Linked DNA regions of Mus musculus: all the other regions are linked to region 1. A link is a contact called in public promoter capture Hi-C data. All regions are on one chromosome and are shown on one strand. The core of a region is the stretch at or near the end of the contact, and the rest is flanking DNA. Distances in the headings are between cores, read along the strand shown.

The links. Promoter capture Hi-C pulls out the DNA fragments that hold promoters and counts their contacts.
Region 2: a promoter capture Hi-C map of liver shows a contact between it and region 1, with 5 times the contacts expected there. The contact joins the promoter of Fga here to the promoter of Asic5 in region 1. A contact is called at or near these places in 3 of 39 promoter capture datasets (hippocampal neurons and liver).
Region 3: a promoter capture Hi-C map of liver shows a contact between it and region 1, with 5 times the contacts expected there. The contact joins the promoter of Fgg here to the promoter of Asic5 in region 1. A contact is called at or near these places in 5 of 39 promoter capture datasets (cranial neural crest, embryonic stem cells, liver and 1 more), 2 of 484 Hi-C or Micro-C datasets (both in liver) and 1 of 115 datasets of contacts at active chromatin or transcription factors (hepatocytes).

What each region holds. Positions count from the first base shown.
Region 1 is chr3:81,994,411-81,999,547 of GRCm38.p6, forward strand. It overlaps Asic5 (acid-sensing (proton-gated) ion channel family member 5), which reads left to right and starts at 2,512. Exons shown (of 10, transcript NM_021370.2): 1 at 2,512-2,580. The coding sequence starts at 2,541.
Region 2 is chr3:83,023,661-83,028,797 of GRCm38.p6, forward strand. Fga (fibrinogen alpha chain) reads left to right here and starts at 2,493. Exons shown (of 6, transcript NM_001111048.2): 1 at 2,493-2,608; 2 at 4,862-4,990. The coding sequence starts at 2,555.
Region 3 is chr3:83,005,420-83,010,556 of GRCm38.p6, forward strand. It overlaps Fgg (fibrinogen gamma chain), which reads left to right and starts at 2,305. Exons shown (of 10, transcript NM_133862.2): 1 at 2,305-2,563; 2 at 2,734-2,778; 3 at 2,955-3,138; 4 at 3,229-3,322; 5 at 4,645-4,775; 6 at 5,037-5,137. The coding sequence starts at 2,489. Gm30097 (a long non-coding RNA gene) reads right to left here and starts at 2,996. Exons shown (of 5, transcript XR_375748.2): 1 at 2,935-2,996.

The sequences.
Region 1 (5,137 bases), core at 1,262-3,761:
AAATCAATAAAAGAAAAATAATCCATCAGACTGACATTTCAAGAATAGCAACTAACGTCGAAATAAAACAAGCCACAAAAAACCCTCTGTGACCAACATGAAATTTAAGCTTTTAAAAGAAATTTATTCATTTTAATTTAAAGTGGTTTTTATATAAAGAATGCTGTAACAAAAACATTACCTGTACTCGCCAGCTATAAGAACTTGATTCTACAAAGAGTACACATGGAGGGACTCATGACTCCAGCTGCATATGTAACAGAAGTTGGCCTTGTCTGGCATCAAAATAAGGGGAGGCCCTTGGTCCTGTGAAGGCTCGATACCCCAGTGTAGGGGGATGCCAGGGTGGGGAGGCAGAAATGAATGGGTGGGTGGGGAAGCACCCTTATAGAAGCAGGGGAATGGGATAGGGGATTTGAGGATAAACAATCAAGGGGATAAACATTTGAAATATAAATAAATAAATAAAATATCCAATTAAAAAACACTTAGTTCTAATAGTTTTAATTTAATGGCATTTCAGACCCAAATTGATAGATACACTGTTAAATTGTTATTCTCTTACACACATGGTAAGCTGATAACTTATTTTCCAAAGTTATTAAGAACAAACCAAACATCTATCTTAAGTATATGTAAATATATATATATATATATATATATATATATATATATATATATATATGTGTGTGTGTGTGTGTGTGTGTGTGTTCTGAATATAACAGAAAAGATGAAGGCAGGGAAAAAGAAAGAAGAGGAAGACAAGGAGAAGGAGTAAGCAGGAGGAGGAGGGGGGGGAGGAGCAAAGAAGAAGGGCAAGAAGGGACAGGCATTCTCTCAAAGAGAAAATAAAACATAAAATTTTACTTCAAATCAAAATTGCCAAGTAGGAGCCAAATGACAGAGTACCTGACTTGGCAGTGAAACATTTGCTTAGTTTTAGCAGAAACCTGGCTTCCTTTGCCACACTCACAACAGGAAAGAGTAGTGAAAACATATGAATATGTCAAAAGTAGAATTAAAAAAATTATCCTTCAATAACTAAATAGCTAACACAAACTGTATCTCTGTTACTGGGGCTGGGCCAGAGTAAATACAGTCCTCTAGACAGTGCTCATTGATTCTAAGGATCGCTCATGCCCAGAATCTAAGTGAAAGGGCAGTTGGGTTTGCTGTCTACTTTTCTGTCCAGCATGCTTTATTTAATCTTTTATTATTTGTCTGCATTAATAAGTCATCCTTTGCTGTTGGTGCTACAAGTGCATAAAGGGAGATAATGATGACTCAGAATTCTCTCAGTTCTCCCGGGATTGGCTTTATTAGGCGATTCTGTAGCTTTCTTTACGTTTACTGGGAAATGGGGTGGGGCAGGGAAGAGGGGCTTACAAGTCTATCTTCTGTCACATAGGCTTATTCCACATAGCATCACCATCAGAGAAAGAAAGTGTGAGCATCTATGTTTAATTTTAATTGAGTATCTTAGAAAGTGAAAAGGCCAGGTTTACAAAAGAACAAGTTATATCTGTGAGAAGAATCCTTGGTCTTGATTTCAAATAATAAAGTGAGGAAAAATGGAGAGGGAATTGTAACTACATAAACAAGTTGAAATTCAAATTTAATTCAGTCACTAGGAGGGAGGAGCAGAAGCAAGAGTGACTTCTTGACAAAACCAAACCATGTAAGCCCAGCTTCAAGTTATGGTATTGGAGTTTCCCAATAGATGTCCAATGTTGAAGGGAAAAAATGCTTGTGAAATATTACCATGACAAAGGCATCAGGCTCTAGCGGAGAAACATGTAATTACTGTGTGTGGTCAACAGATGGCAGCATTTATACATATGGATGCATATCAGGGTTTATTAATAATATTAATGGTAAGTTCTCAAAGGTGTTACTATAAAAAAGGTGGCCTTTGTGATTTGGCAAATTTATATTATTTTATTAGTGCTTCTTTTTTAGTTAGTATCTTTTTTCTTTTGTAACATTATTCTTCTATTTCCACTGGTCACTTTGTTACAGTTGTATCTCTTTTATGAAAGAAACTTCAAAACAACGATACTTCACGTCCACAAACACACACACACACACACACACACACACACACACAAACACACACACACATACACACAATCACAATCAAAATTTGATTTCTATGAAGCTGAACAAAACGTGAAGAGACTGTCACCTGGGTATCCACTGGTATGATCAGAGGCCACTGTGAGGTCACAGCTTTTCTTCTTTCTTTGTTTCTTTGTTTCTTTCCTCCTTTCTTTTTCAGAAAGTGGGTTTCAATTGTGCTATCTGGGTTTTAATCTATCATGGCCTCTTGCCAGTCTGTAAATGCCCATAGCTGGTTCTGTCCGTGTTTTTTGATTTACAGATTAAGTGCTTCATGAGGCTTAACATAGCAACACAAATATTTAAATTGCCCCTACAGTTTACAACCTTAAGTGCTGTATTTTATATAAAAGGCACAAAATGAATATTGTTATTGAAAAAATTGGATGCACCAGAGGACTTCGGATCACTGAGATCAAAACATGGAACATACTGAGAAATCACAAGTGCACGCGGAGAAAGGTAGGAGATCCTTAAACAGCAACATCCGCCATTCCTAAATACCGGAAATAAGCAGAGAGCAGGGGGTAGGCTTCATCCTTGGAAAACTCTATTCTCATTATTATGTTCACAGTAACAAATATGAGTTTTAAAATGAATAATACAGTTTTAGTAGCAAAAGAATAACTTATGAGGACTCAAAATACTACAAAAATATTACTATATGTTAAAATCGACTTTTGTTGTTTCTTTGTTTCTACACAGTATGCTTGCTTTCCTAACGTTTCTATAATGACCAACCTTTTTAATGAAACTTTTTGTTTATCCACCTGATGAAATGTACTTCTATGAGGGAAGTTCAAAGCCTCAGTTGTGTGGATTGGTGGTCTGCACTGCCCATTTTGGGCTTCCTGACAGGCATATATCACTCTGTAGGTTCTCAATTTGAAATACTCAAAAGGAAAAAAAAAAACCACTATGTTTCTAACAAATAGTAGGAAATGCTTCAGTAAGGTTAACACAACTGGCAATGTTTCTATCTTAATTTAAAGAGTTGACATCTGAAATGTATTATTTGGGTAGTGTTTGCAGCCAGCTGCACTGTGTCTGGCCAGGGACTTATTCCTAGATTACTCTTCTCACTAATAGCCCATGTCCCCTCAGTAGGAAAGGTGAGAGTTGCTAGGGACTGGGCTGTTTCTTTAATCAGGGTAAAGCCTTCACAAATGCGTCCAAGCAATGGTTAAGGAATAAGAATAGGTCACAGTTAAGCTTATTTTGTTAAGTAATATTGTTTTTTTTTTCAGCCTTCTGATTTTATCTGAAGCTTTGACAGTTTTTTTTAAATATGTGCTGATTAACCTGATACTAAAAGAAACATTAAGTAATGCTATTATAGACGATAGCACAATTCCAGAACGTCAGAATGATATAAACATGATAATATAGTTTGTAATATCTTTAAGAGTGTAACAGTATTTGTGGATGCTCATGTACATTGCACGAAATGGGAAACTTTAGAAAATGCATTTTATATCATTAGCTTTTCCAAACTGAAAAAAAAATATTGATTGGAAACTAGTAAGCTATTAAACTAAACTTAATGATGAGAAAATATTGGAGCTTTTTTGGAAGAATGTTAATACTGCATTATTGACAAAATGATATTTATTGAATTAAAACAAGGATTTAAAATTCAAATAACTTCATTGTGAGAATTTATTGGCTTTCAGAGATCTCATCTCTTTCTTTTGTTTCTGAGATCTGTGTTATTTTTATTAGTATCATTTGTGTGTGTGTGTGTGTGTGTGTGTGTGTGTGTGTGTGTGTGTGTGTAGGATGTGAGCTGGCTGCCTAGGTGCCACTGCACAGGTACGGAGCTCAGAGGACAAATCTAGGTAAGGGGTTCTCTCCTTCATCCTTTCCATGGGTTTCAAAGATAGGACTTAGCTCATCCAGCTTGCATAGCTAACTCCCTTACCCAATAAGAGACAGTCACCTAGTCAGCTTGCTTGCCCAAGCACTCATTTTGGAAGCAGGAACTTTAAATCATTCCTTAAACCCCTGAATATTTAACCATTTCCTCTATCACTACAAGCAAAGTAAAAATATTGAATAATGTTGAGTACTTCTACTGATCCATGTTACACACTGAATGCTCTCTGAGCATTACACTATTTAACGTGAAAAGCCAGAAGGCAGATGTTATTGCTGCCAGTTAATAGAAGAAGCAGAAGGAGAATGCAGACATGGCTGAAGTTGCCTAGGTTACGGGAGAGGAGACTGAGAGCAGAAGTTGAAGCCTCTGATTGCAGATGGACCTCATCCCATTAACTTGACAGAGAGGCTTGGCATCTATTATCACCAAATCAAAAGAACAGTAACCTAAGGGAAATTCTGGATGACTATTTTCTATATCATCAAATATATTTTAGTGAAACTTTCACTGGCCTTTACAAACCAATATCAATAATCATTACTTAATTTATTAATAGGAATTTCAAAAGTACCAGCTCGTTTTCTAAGAAGGTAGGAAGCTGATCAAGTCACCGAACTGCAAACCTGACATTCTGATGAGCCAACAGAGGAGTAAAACAGTTTTGCTCAAAACATACAATGCACAGACATCACAACACCAAAAATAACAGCAAGGTGACAAAGATTAGCTGTGGAACTTGTTGTGTGTGACTTCATTTAGGACTCTTGGGAGAATAAGCCTAATCCAACTCAAGGAACTCTGTGGTTTCCTGGGGTGAAAGACTAATTAAAAGCTAGGACTATTTTTAAAAGTAATGAGCTGTCACGAACAACTCATTTGAAGCTGGACTTAATGACATACCGATATGTTTCTGCTATCAGTATCTCTTTCTTAACCAGAGCTGGTATCAGATGGCCCTAGCTTATTAGCAGTAGATTTACCTAATTGGTGCTTTTCCTGATATCTGAATAAACCATCTACTGGAAAAAGATTCTGGGGGCCTTTACAAACTTCATATTAGAAAGATAACCTGCTTAGTCACTTCTGACTTGTAGGTTTTATGAATAGCTTTTTATAACTCATTTACTTGTTTTTGTTTGT
Region 2 (5,137 bases), core at 1,243-3,742, 1.0 Mb after region 1:
AAGGTGCCATTTCTGAGGATCCTGTTGTAATTGTCCTGGATCTCTCCCCCCTGCTGTTCTGTGGTCTAGTATGATAAAGTACCATGAAGAAAAGCAATACAGGGCTGCTGCTCTTAGGTGATGTGGTCATGAGAAGCCCTCATGGAGAATGAGGAAAAGGAGAGATGGGGGAGGAGGGGGGAGGAGGGGGGGGAAGAGGAGGAGGAGGAGGAGGAGGAGGAAGTGCTCCTTTTGAACTGATGCTGGGATGAAATTAGGAAATAAAATAAATAGACACTCCGGGGAACAATGGAACAGCAAGGGCACAGTCCTCAGGTGACATCCCTGGAAATGATGGCTTTCAAATTATCTCTGTTAGCTAAATAACCTTCACAGAGATTAAAGGTCCATTTACCAGAAGCCCACCTGGTTACTCTCTGGGAATGTCTTGGCTCTACCATGTTCAATTCCTAAAATGAACTTCCTGTGGGCCTAGGAAAATATTTGAGGGGGTTTCCTGTCCATGCTTGGCATTTTGTTGATAAAGCATCTGTGGGTGAATAGGCACCAGCTTCTCCAGGAATCGCTGCAATCTGGACTCTCAGTGGACTCTAGGGTTTTCTCCGAGCTCTGAAGCTATTGTTAGAAAGTTGAGGAACCTACCTCAGAGTAGATAGACATGGCCTCGATGAGCTTGGATCTGTCTGCAGCAAGCTTCGAAGGCCTGAGCTGCTCAGTTTGCAACAGAGGAGGATACTCATGCTAGCTCGTTCAATGAGGATCTGTTCCTTTTAGAGAACCTATAAAAACAAGCAAAATATTTCAATTTTTAGTTTCTTATCTAGTGGAAGAGACAGATAGTGCCCCATACAAATGATAAATGCCACAAGTGATACCTGATCTAAGACAGGACGGAGGAACAAGGGGCCACATTCATTTCAGGTATCAAACCAGGAACATGCAGAATGTCCAGCAAATATTTGGGTGCTCAGTAAGCACTCAATAAAGGTTAGTAGTGACAGCTGTTACCAGGAGTGGTTTCACATAGGAAGCAGAATTTCACACAAAGCAGGACTGGTTGCCAGCTAACAGAATACCCTGTTACGTTTGCATTTCACATGAACAACTACATTCTAGTATAAGCATACTCCAAACACGGCAGAAGACATGCATACACTAAGATATATTGGTTGTCTGTCTGAGATTCAGATTTGGCTGCTCATTCTCAGTGTTTATTACTAAATACAGCACACTTAAGTCAAAGGGTTTTTTTTAATCATTTTATTGAACCGTGACTGATATGTAAAAGTGCTGTATGTTTGATGTGAAATAACCACCCCTTTGAGCTCATTAGTATATGCATCACCTTCTTTGATTATCTTTCCCTTTTCCTCTTTTTTCTTCCTTTCTGTTTCCCTCATTTCTCGTCTCCAGGAAACCACTACTGTGTCCCAGTCTCTTGAGTTGCACATTAAAGGTTTCACACGGAAGTGAAGTCACATCGTTCGCTTAGTGTGATATCCTCAAGGCTCCCGTACATTTCCCCAAATGTGTGAATTTCTTCTTTTCACAGGCTGAACAATAATCTCTTGTATCCACCCCTTTTCTTTATCCATTCATCCATTGTCTGAGGCTGCTTCCATAGTGTGGAATTGTGAACAATGAATATTCTGTTCAAAATCCAGCTGTTGCTTTTTGGGGGGGGGGGGAATATTAGTGGGTGCGTGGTTGGGTCACACAGAAGTTTCACTGAGTCCAGAAGAATTGTACATGGAAATGAAGAGCAGATGAAGAGAGATCAAGCCCAAAGGCAGGAAGTACAGTACATTTTCCATGTACTTCTCCAATCATGGCCAGCACTTCCTCCCAGGCCGTGGTGACAACCACTCCTCGGGAGGCCTTGAAATAATTCACCCATTTGTTTACTAACATGTGTAGGATGTTGCCTTTGCCCTGGTCTTTAAGAGAGGAGACTGATTCCCAAGGATGGACAGTTAACCTTCATAAGTGCTCAGAGCCAGGAAGCTGGAGCTAGGACTGTGGATGCTGGCATTGGTCGCCAGCAGCTACTGTCTTGACCTCTGGCTGGAGGAAAACAACCCGTTTAACATAAGCTTATTGTAGGCTTTCAGGTCATTCTGAAATTCAGATGAACTCTGAATCCCACACACAGTCCAATGTCTCTGCTCCACAGAAGTGATAGCCAGAGTGCCCTGGCTGCTCTCTTACTTCCTTCAGGTGTGAACTGTGTTCATCTCCCCAGCTTCCAAGGCCCCCATTTCCTGGAATGTAGATTCCCCCCACCCCCCAACTGCTGACTGCACAATCAAATGCTACCATTTGCAACAACTTATCGGAAACAAACAAGCTACAGAGAATTGAGCAAGAGTTTCTGGGATACCTTGGTTATTATGGTCAGAGCACAGGACACACTGTGAGCTTTGGCTGCTTGAGTGGGCCAAGGGTGATGATTAACCTCCTGCCGGTTTAAGTAGGGTTGGAGCTGTGAGTGCAGTCAGTCCTCCTTCGCTTCAGCTCCAGTTCTCCTCATGAGCCATCCCTAAACGCAGACACCATGCTGTCCCTGAGGGTCACCTGCCTCATCTTGAGCGTGGCCAGCACAGTCTGGGTATGTGCTTTCTCTTCTCTCTGTTAATTCTTCCGCAAGGAGCCCTGAGTTCAGAGTCTACAAGTCCTTTGTACTTAGCTTTTTAAATGCCAGGCCAGGGAGGCAAATTCTTAGATGAGCCTGACAAGTGTATGGGGAAATGTGATGTCCAGAGGGAGGCCCTAGGATAACGAGAGATCTTGACATCTGTCGTTCAGGCTGATTCAGATGCAGTCTTTAAAACTGCAGCTGTGTGTTAGTATACTCTCACGGTTGCTGGGGATTGATCCAGCATAGAATTCCTCATGCTGCAACCCTTAGATGCAGTTCCTCATGTTGTGATGACCCGCAACTAGAAAATTGTTTTTAGTTACTACTCCCTAACCTTAATTTTATTACTTTTATGAATCATAACGTAAATATTTTTGGAAATAGAGGTTTGCCAAAGGAGTCGTGACCCACAGGTTGAGAACCCCTGGGCATGGCAGTAAAGCTCTCTACAACTAAGCTACACTGCCAGCCTCCTGAATCCCTCCACATGTTTGTCCCTTTAAACTCCAGAGACATCATTCTAACAGAACAAAACACTGGGTAAGAACTGTTCTCCAGCTGGTAATTCCAGACATTTGTCTGTAATGAGCAGAAGGTTTGGGGTTTAGTATGGTTTACCTCTAGTCTTTGTTTTATTTGTAATATTTTAGTTTTGTAATGTTGTCATGTTGAGGAATGAAGCAGAGCTTTCTCTGTACTGACCAAGCAAGCGTTCTACACCCGCAGCCCTAAGAGGAACTTTTCATATCCTTTTGAAGACATAAAAGGAAGAGGGCAAATTAATTGCCTTTGAAAACGTATAGCAAATTCCGAAGACATTAGTTATGAGGCAGTGGGCTCTTTGGAAGGATTCGTGTTCTTTTCAGATAACTTCTAAATACTGACATCATTCCCCAAATTAAGCCCCAAAGAAAAACAAAAGAAAGAAATCTAAATTACTGGAGTTTCTGACACATTCTAGTTTATAAAACATGTCAACTATGACCAAGGACCTAGTGACATCCTAATTAGTTACCCAGGCTGTATATTATTTCAGGTGTTTTTTGTGGTGGTGGTGGTGGTGGTGGTGGTGGTGGTGGTGGTGGGTTTTTTGGCTCACCATTCAAAAATCTTGATATCAGAGAGTAAAGAACAATACATTTTGGAGGGAATTAAACTAAAATAACCAGCTGAGGCGATATTTCTGGGTAATTTGTACTTCTATTGTCTTCCTTGTCTCATTATTATGTGCACTTTCTGTCTGCTTCATTGTTGTGCTATTTTACTCATACAATTGAATTTACCATTATATTTCTTATACAAAAGGACTCGTTCTTTTAAATGAGTTGTTCTTCGCTGCTTTAATTATGGTAATTAGGATTATTTGAATTTTCACAAATGAGAATGAGACCATGTTGATTAATTATAAGGAAAAACTACCCCAAACTAACATAGTGACAGGAAGTCCCTTGTAAGTTGGCAGTGCAGAGCGGAGGCGATGAACGCCTCGAAGCCATCTCGACCCGTTAGACTAGGAAGTCTTATGGGACAAAATGTTTTGTATTTCATTTGGGTTATAGCTGAGAACTTTTAGCTCTAGGTTTCTAATTATAAGGTGTTCCAAAAATTGCTGGTTGCTGACTACTGCTTCAACTGTTTATTATTTTCATTTCAAATGAAAATCTACAATTGCATGATTGTACTACAAAACATTGCCAAGTTTTCACTTCCCACATTTGTGTACTTGATAACTGTTTGTCTGGATCATGGACCATCTCCAAGGGTTACCATAGAAACCTGAAGGAGAAAGGAGCATGGGTGCAACAGGGCATAGGTTTTTACATTCAGAAAGAGGACTTCAGGGAGGGAAAAAAAAAAAAACCTAGAATGTTTCAGCTATCTTCTCATCTGAGGTCACGAAAGAAAGGATAAAGGTGAAATTTCACAGATGCTTTCAATCCAGATCATTTTTCTTTTAAAACCCTTACCATCTAGCAGATGCTAACCTAGCATCAAATACAGTCTTACAAATTCACACCCTTTGTCTCCTTTGCTTCTCATAATGACTCCGTGAAATAAGTAGAATTTCCTTTTGACTGTAAGAAACTGGCAGCCTGTGGAAGCCAGCAGTACTGGCTCCTAATGTCTGCCATTTCTCCCTTGGGGCTAGTGAGCATGACAAAGTCTCTTCTGGCTAACATTGTTGCCTCCGCTCATTTTTGAATGTTTTGAAAACCCTTAAAGACTACAGATACCGAAGATAAAGGTGAATTCCTATCAGAAGGAGGAGGAGTACGTGGCCCAAGAGTTGTGGAGAGACATCAGAGTCAATGCAAGGACTCAGACTGGCCCTTCTGCTCTGATGATGACTGGGTAAGGCGAGCACACGGTGAACAAGGAACCTTCCTTATGCTGTTCTCTCTCTCTCTCCCTCTCTCTCTCTCTCTACATATATATATTCAATGGGTCCTAGAGACACCTCCCCACCAGAGATCATCTAACAGTAACATAGCTAGAAAA
Region 3 (5,137 bases), core at 1,055-3,554, 1.0 Mb after region 1:
ACACACACACACACACACACACACACACACACACACACACGGTACTATGCATGTGCGAAAGCAAAACACTCGTGTACATGGAATCAAAATAGGTACATCTTTTTAAAAATGTTTTCAATTCTAAAATTATGGAGTAAAATACATTCTTTTATCTCTTCAGCATATTGGTTTTATGTTATTCATGTTGATACAGCTAATCAAACTTCATGACACTGAGTACCTACCAGCCAACCTGTGGCAATGATTGTGGCCTGAAATTCAAGTCCATATTTCCCACTCTTTGGTGCAAAAACCCATGGGAGAAGCACGTGATCTATCTACATTAGGCTCTGATGCTTTCCAGTACCTTCCTTCAAGGCAAGAGTCTACTTTTTATGACTTAATCCATGAGGGGTAAGCTTCATTTAGGAGGAGCAATACCTCAACTGGGTAACCCAGAGCTCTGATTCTGCCGAGCCTTCTAGATGGTAGTTAATCACAACAGATCATTTACTGAAGAGAACTGTCTGTAGTTGCAACAAAGCTCATTTTCCATGAATACAGCATAAGAATAAGAATCCCCAATAAAAGTCTATGGAAATAAGGAAATTCCTATTTATACAAGTTGCATAAAACATTTGCTGTGGCTTGCTGACATTCATAGGAACTACAAAATTTCTGGCTGTAAAAGGTAATGATGATGATGATGATAATAATAATAACTGCCAGCGAGTTCTATTGAAAACATCAAAGGTGTGTGCCTCTGTGTTTTTATGTGCTTTTATTTTTATCATTTTAAAGGCAAATGTTGGTATGTTTTTCTCTTTCATTTAACAGCACATAAGGTACCTCGCTTACTTTTGCAATTTGGAAAATTTGAGAGTACCAGGAGTATTAACATTAAAAGTAGACTTCCTTCCAGCCCAATCAACTAAAGTCACTCAATAATTGTTGAGTATTAACTGTCACTCGGTCTACTGGGTGCTGTGGCCAAACACTGAATTTCCATTGATAGATTAATGGGTTATATAATGCAAGGTTCTTATAATTCCTACAAAACATGGAGCCAGAGCTGGGGCTGTGGGGTAATGCTCTATTAGAGGGAACTAGCCTCCAGAAAACAGGGCTTCTGGGGGTTTTTGCTTGTTTTTGTTTGTTTGTTTGTTTGTTTTTTGTTTTATTTGTTTTGACAGCCAGAGATGCAGTAGTTCCTATGCACATTGACAAACAAGATGGGGGGAAAAAGTAGAACATATAGGAAGAAAAAACAAACAGGAGATAGGAAGTGACTAAAGGCTACGGGGTCTTTAAGCAGGTGAATGGTGGCATTGTCCAAGCTATTCTGTAAGAATATCACAAATGGCTTGGAGCAAAAAGTGACTGAAGTGGAGGCCAATCTGGTCAGGAAGAGAAAGGGCTACATATTTGGTCTGATGAGTTCCCTTACTTAAAATGATTTCTGACTAGCTACAGAGCATAAACATTTCTTTGTTTTAATGTCAAAGGAGACAGTACTTTGTCAAAACTTCAAGTCAAATACCAGCATGTTAGCACTTCTTTCATGTTAGTGCGTTTCTCCCAGTTACATAGTTCTTCACAGTTTACAGCAAGCTTGGTCACAGGAGGAGAGTGACTGCACACATCTGTCACAGTGCCACAGCTGCTTGTCATTAGCAAAGAGAGGTGACAGTGCCCTTTCCCCACAAACTCAATGAACCTTCTCAGTGTCTCCCTGTGTCCCTTCTCCTTCAGAGAGGCTTCTAAGGAGATGTGTGACAGGTGGGTTTCTCTGAGTCCAGGCTTTTCCTCCAGGAACTAGATGGGGCTTTGGGACAAACTGGTAAACTCCTGGCTCCTTCTCTTTGGTGGCAGATGGGAGGGAACCTGTCTTCCAGTCATCAGAAGAGTTGAGCCCAAAACTCAGTCAAAACTGACCCAAGAAAAAGGATATCACAGAGGAGGGACAGGAACCCATCTCCAGCATGATCCACCCTTGGAAATACAGACCTTAGACATGAAAGGAGGAAAAGTTCCCTTCTCCCACCCCTGGGCAAAGACAGGTCTTTCAGTAATGCCTGTGGCTGCAACAGGCCAGACTTCTGGATAAGCTTGGTTTGTTGTGGGAGGTCAGAACCCTGTGTTTGTTCTCCTGGAGGTGGTGTACTGGAAGTAGTTGCAACACGCGGCCTCTGTCAGCCCTCGGAGCAGCACCCCCCCCCCCCCTGTTTTGCTGGCTTTTGCAGATACCTGTGGGTCTGAGGAGACAGGTTGGGCTGAGCCCAAAGGGAGGAGCTTAAACCTGTGCGCAAAATCTGGGAATCCCTCAGAGCACGAGTGAGAGCCAGAATGAGCAGAAAGAGCTCACATTTCTGGTAAAGAGACCCTGTGACCAGTTCCAGCCACCCTTAGTCCCGCCCAGACTGAGAGCTCACATAAAGGACCAAGGAGAAGCCCAAGAGGTCACAGTGCTGGCTGTAAAGAGCTGGGAGCACCTGGTCACCCAGACACCATGAGTTGGTCTTTGCAGCCCCCGAGTTTCCTTCTTTGCTGCCTGCTTTTACTGTTCTCTCCAACGGGCCTGGCAGTAAGTGTCCTTCCGAAGCCATACTGTTTTATTATTAAAACGTTTTTATAAAGGGGAGAGAGAGAGAGAGAGAGAGAGAGAGAGAGAGAGAGAGAGAGAGAGAGAGAGAGAGAGAGAGAGAGAGACATGACTGGGACCAGTAGCAAAATATCTTTGTTTTTCTCCAACAGTATGTGGCTACCAGAGATAACTGTTGCATCCTAGATGAGAGATTCGTAAGTAATTTCAGTGTCACCCCCTATCCTGAAACTAGAGAAGGGTGGGAAAACAGGGTAGCACTTTCATTTATCAGTTGACAACTTAAGCTTTTGGGGAATGGTTTAATATTTATGGATTGTATTTAAGACTTCTCTCCTAAGGTGTTTAATTACCTCCTTAAATTGACTTGCAGGGTAGTTTCTGCCCAACCACCTGTGGTATCGCAGATTTCCTGTCTTCTTACCAAACCGACGTGGACAATGATCTCCGAACGCTGGAAGACATCTTATTCCGGGCTGAAAACAGAACCACAGAAGCCAAAGAACTGATCAAAGCAATTCAGGTTTACTACAACCCAGACCAACCCCCAAAGCCAGGTGAGAGGAAACCCCACCGAGGAGTCACCTCCTCTGCTTTCCGTTGTACTATTTGCTTAAGGGATTTTCCTGTCTCTGACCCTGTTACAGGTATGATAGACAGTGCCACTCAGAAGTCTAAGAAGATGGTAGAAGAAATTGTGAAATACGAAGCGCTGCTGTTAACCCACGAGACAAGCATTCGGTATGTGTCTGGGTTTTCATGTGCTCCTCAAGGCACCTGGAACTTTTCCTTAATGTTCCACATTTCATAGAAAGTGACCTTGGAATTTAGTTTTCATTTATAGTATCAAATCTCCCAGTGGAGATGGGAGTTCTTTAGTGAAAAATGAGTTGCACGGGCCTGTAATTTTAAAATAATAATCGCATTGGAGAAAGGTTATTGTAGATGCCTTTGAATGCCATTCTGGCTCTATTTACTTGAATGTCCCCCAGCCCCCTTACAATATAAAATCAAATATATGGGAATTGAGGTGTGGAAATCCTCTTCACAAACATGTCACCAAGTCAACATTAGTAAATCAGAGAACAGACAGAAGAAGGGTCTTGACTGCTATAGAAAAATCTTGTCAAAAGTGAAGTAGAAGGGAAGTGTCTTGGAGCCACTTGATCATAGGTCATGGGCCTGGAATTATTCCGTGTCCCCTGTCCTCACATCTAGCTTCCCAGGGACTCTGGGCATGGCATCGCAGGTATAGTTTTAACTCCTTTCCCAATTCTCCCCCAAACTGGACTCCCAGCACCATTGGAAACCCAGCCAGACGGTAGCTGGGGAAGTGACCTCCAACGTGCCTCTCCTCTTTCTGCAGTCAGAAGGCAGTGCGTATTGCTGCTGCAATTAGCATTCTCATTTGCTCATCACTAAAGCATAAGAAAACTCTTGTGAGAAAATATCTAAGACAGAGAAACAAGGTGCTCCAATGATGTGTCCCACTGCTTTACTTCAAAAGCAGACCTGGTGGTCTGTGCATTGTTCAGGTTTATCTGTTGTGTCATGTCAGTATTTATAAGCAACCATGTGAAGAATGACCAAGCCAGAATTCTCACTTTCCCCGGGTTTTTTTCTAGAAATATGGAACCAGAAAGGGAAAGTATCTGCCCTGTCATGTATAGCAATGTCCCAGGTACTTTTCCCATGCGAGTTATAGGATAAATAAAAATCCCCAAATGGCGCACATGAGCAGCTACTGCTGATTCCCCTTAACCAGACCTACCTCTCAATTACCTAACTCCCCTTACAGAGAAGGCAGGAGTCAGCAAAGACACCTGCAGTGACCTTTGTTTATTGACAGGGACTTTGTTCAAAGTTGAGACCGCCTGCCTGCCCCGTTCGATTCTTTTCCCCAAAGCATCAATCAATTTAATTTTACAATTTCCCAAGAAAGAAGTAATTTATCACAAAGGAGTTCTCCAGAAAATAAAGCAGCCTTTCTAACAGGGAAGAATAAAGCCATGTCCCTCCAAAAGGAATGCTTATCCCCTCTTACTGCATTGCTCTGTTTCTAGGTATTTACAGGAAATCTATAATTCAAATAACCAGAAGATCACAAACCTAAAACAGAAGGTAGCCCAGCTTGAAGCCCAGTGCCAGGAGCCTTGCAAGGACTCTGTGCAAATCCATGACACAACTGGAAAAGGTACAGGCGAAGTTAATCCTGGGATTACGGTCATCCAAGCAGACGGCCAAAATAAAAACAATTGTACACCTTGCAGTGCATAGCAGCCTTGGAAAGCACCTGACCTTAGATCTCGGGGTTCCGACTACCCAGAGGCTCCTTGGGTGTTCATCAATAATTTGGAAGGGATGCTGATGGTCAGCTAGGGAGGCTGTCAACACGTTAATGCTCTGCCTGGGGTTTGAGCCTCTGCAGCAGTTTTATTTGCGATTTCTTCATCAGATTGTCAGGAAATTGCCAACAAGGGCGCCAAAGAAAGTGGACTTTACTTCATTCGACCTTTGAAAGCTAAGCAGCAGTTCTTAGTGTACTGTGAAATCGAC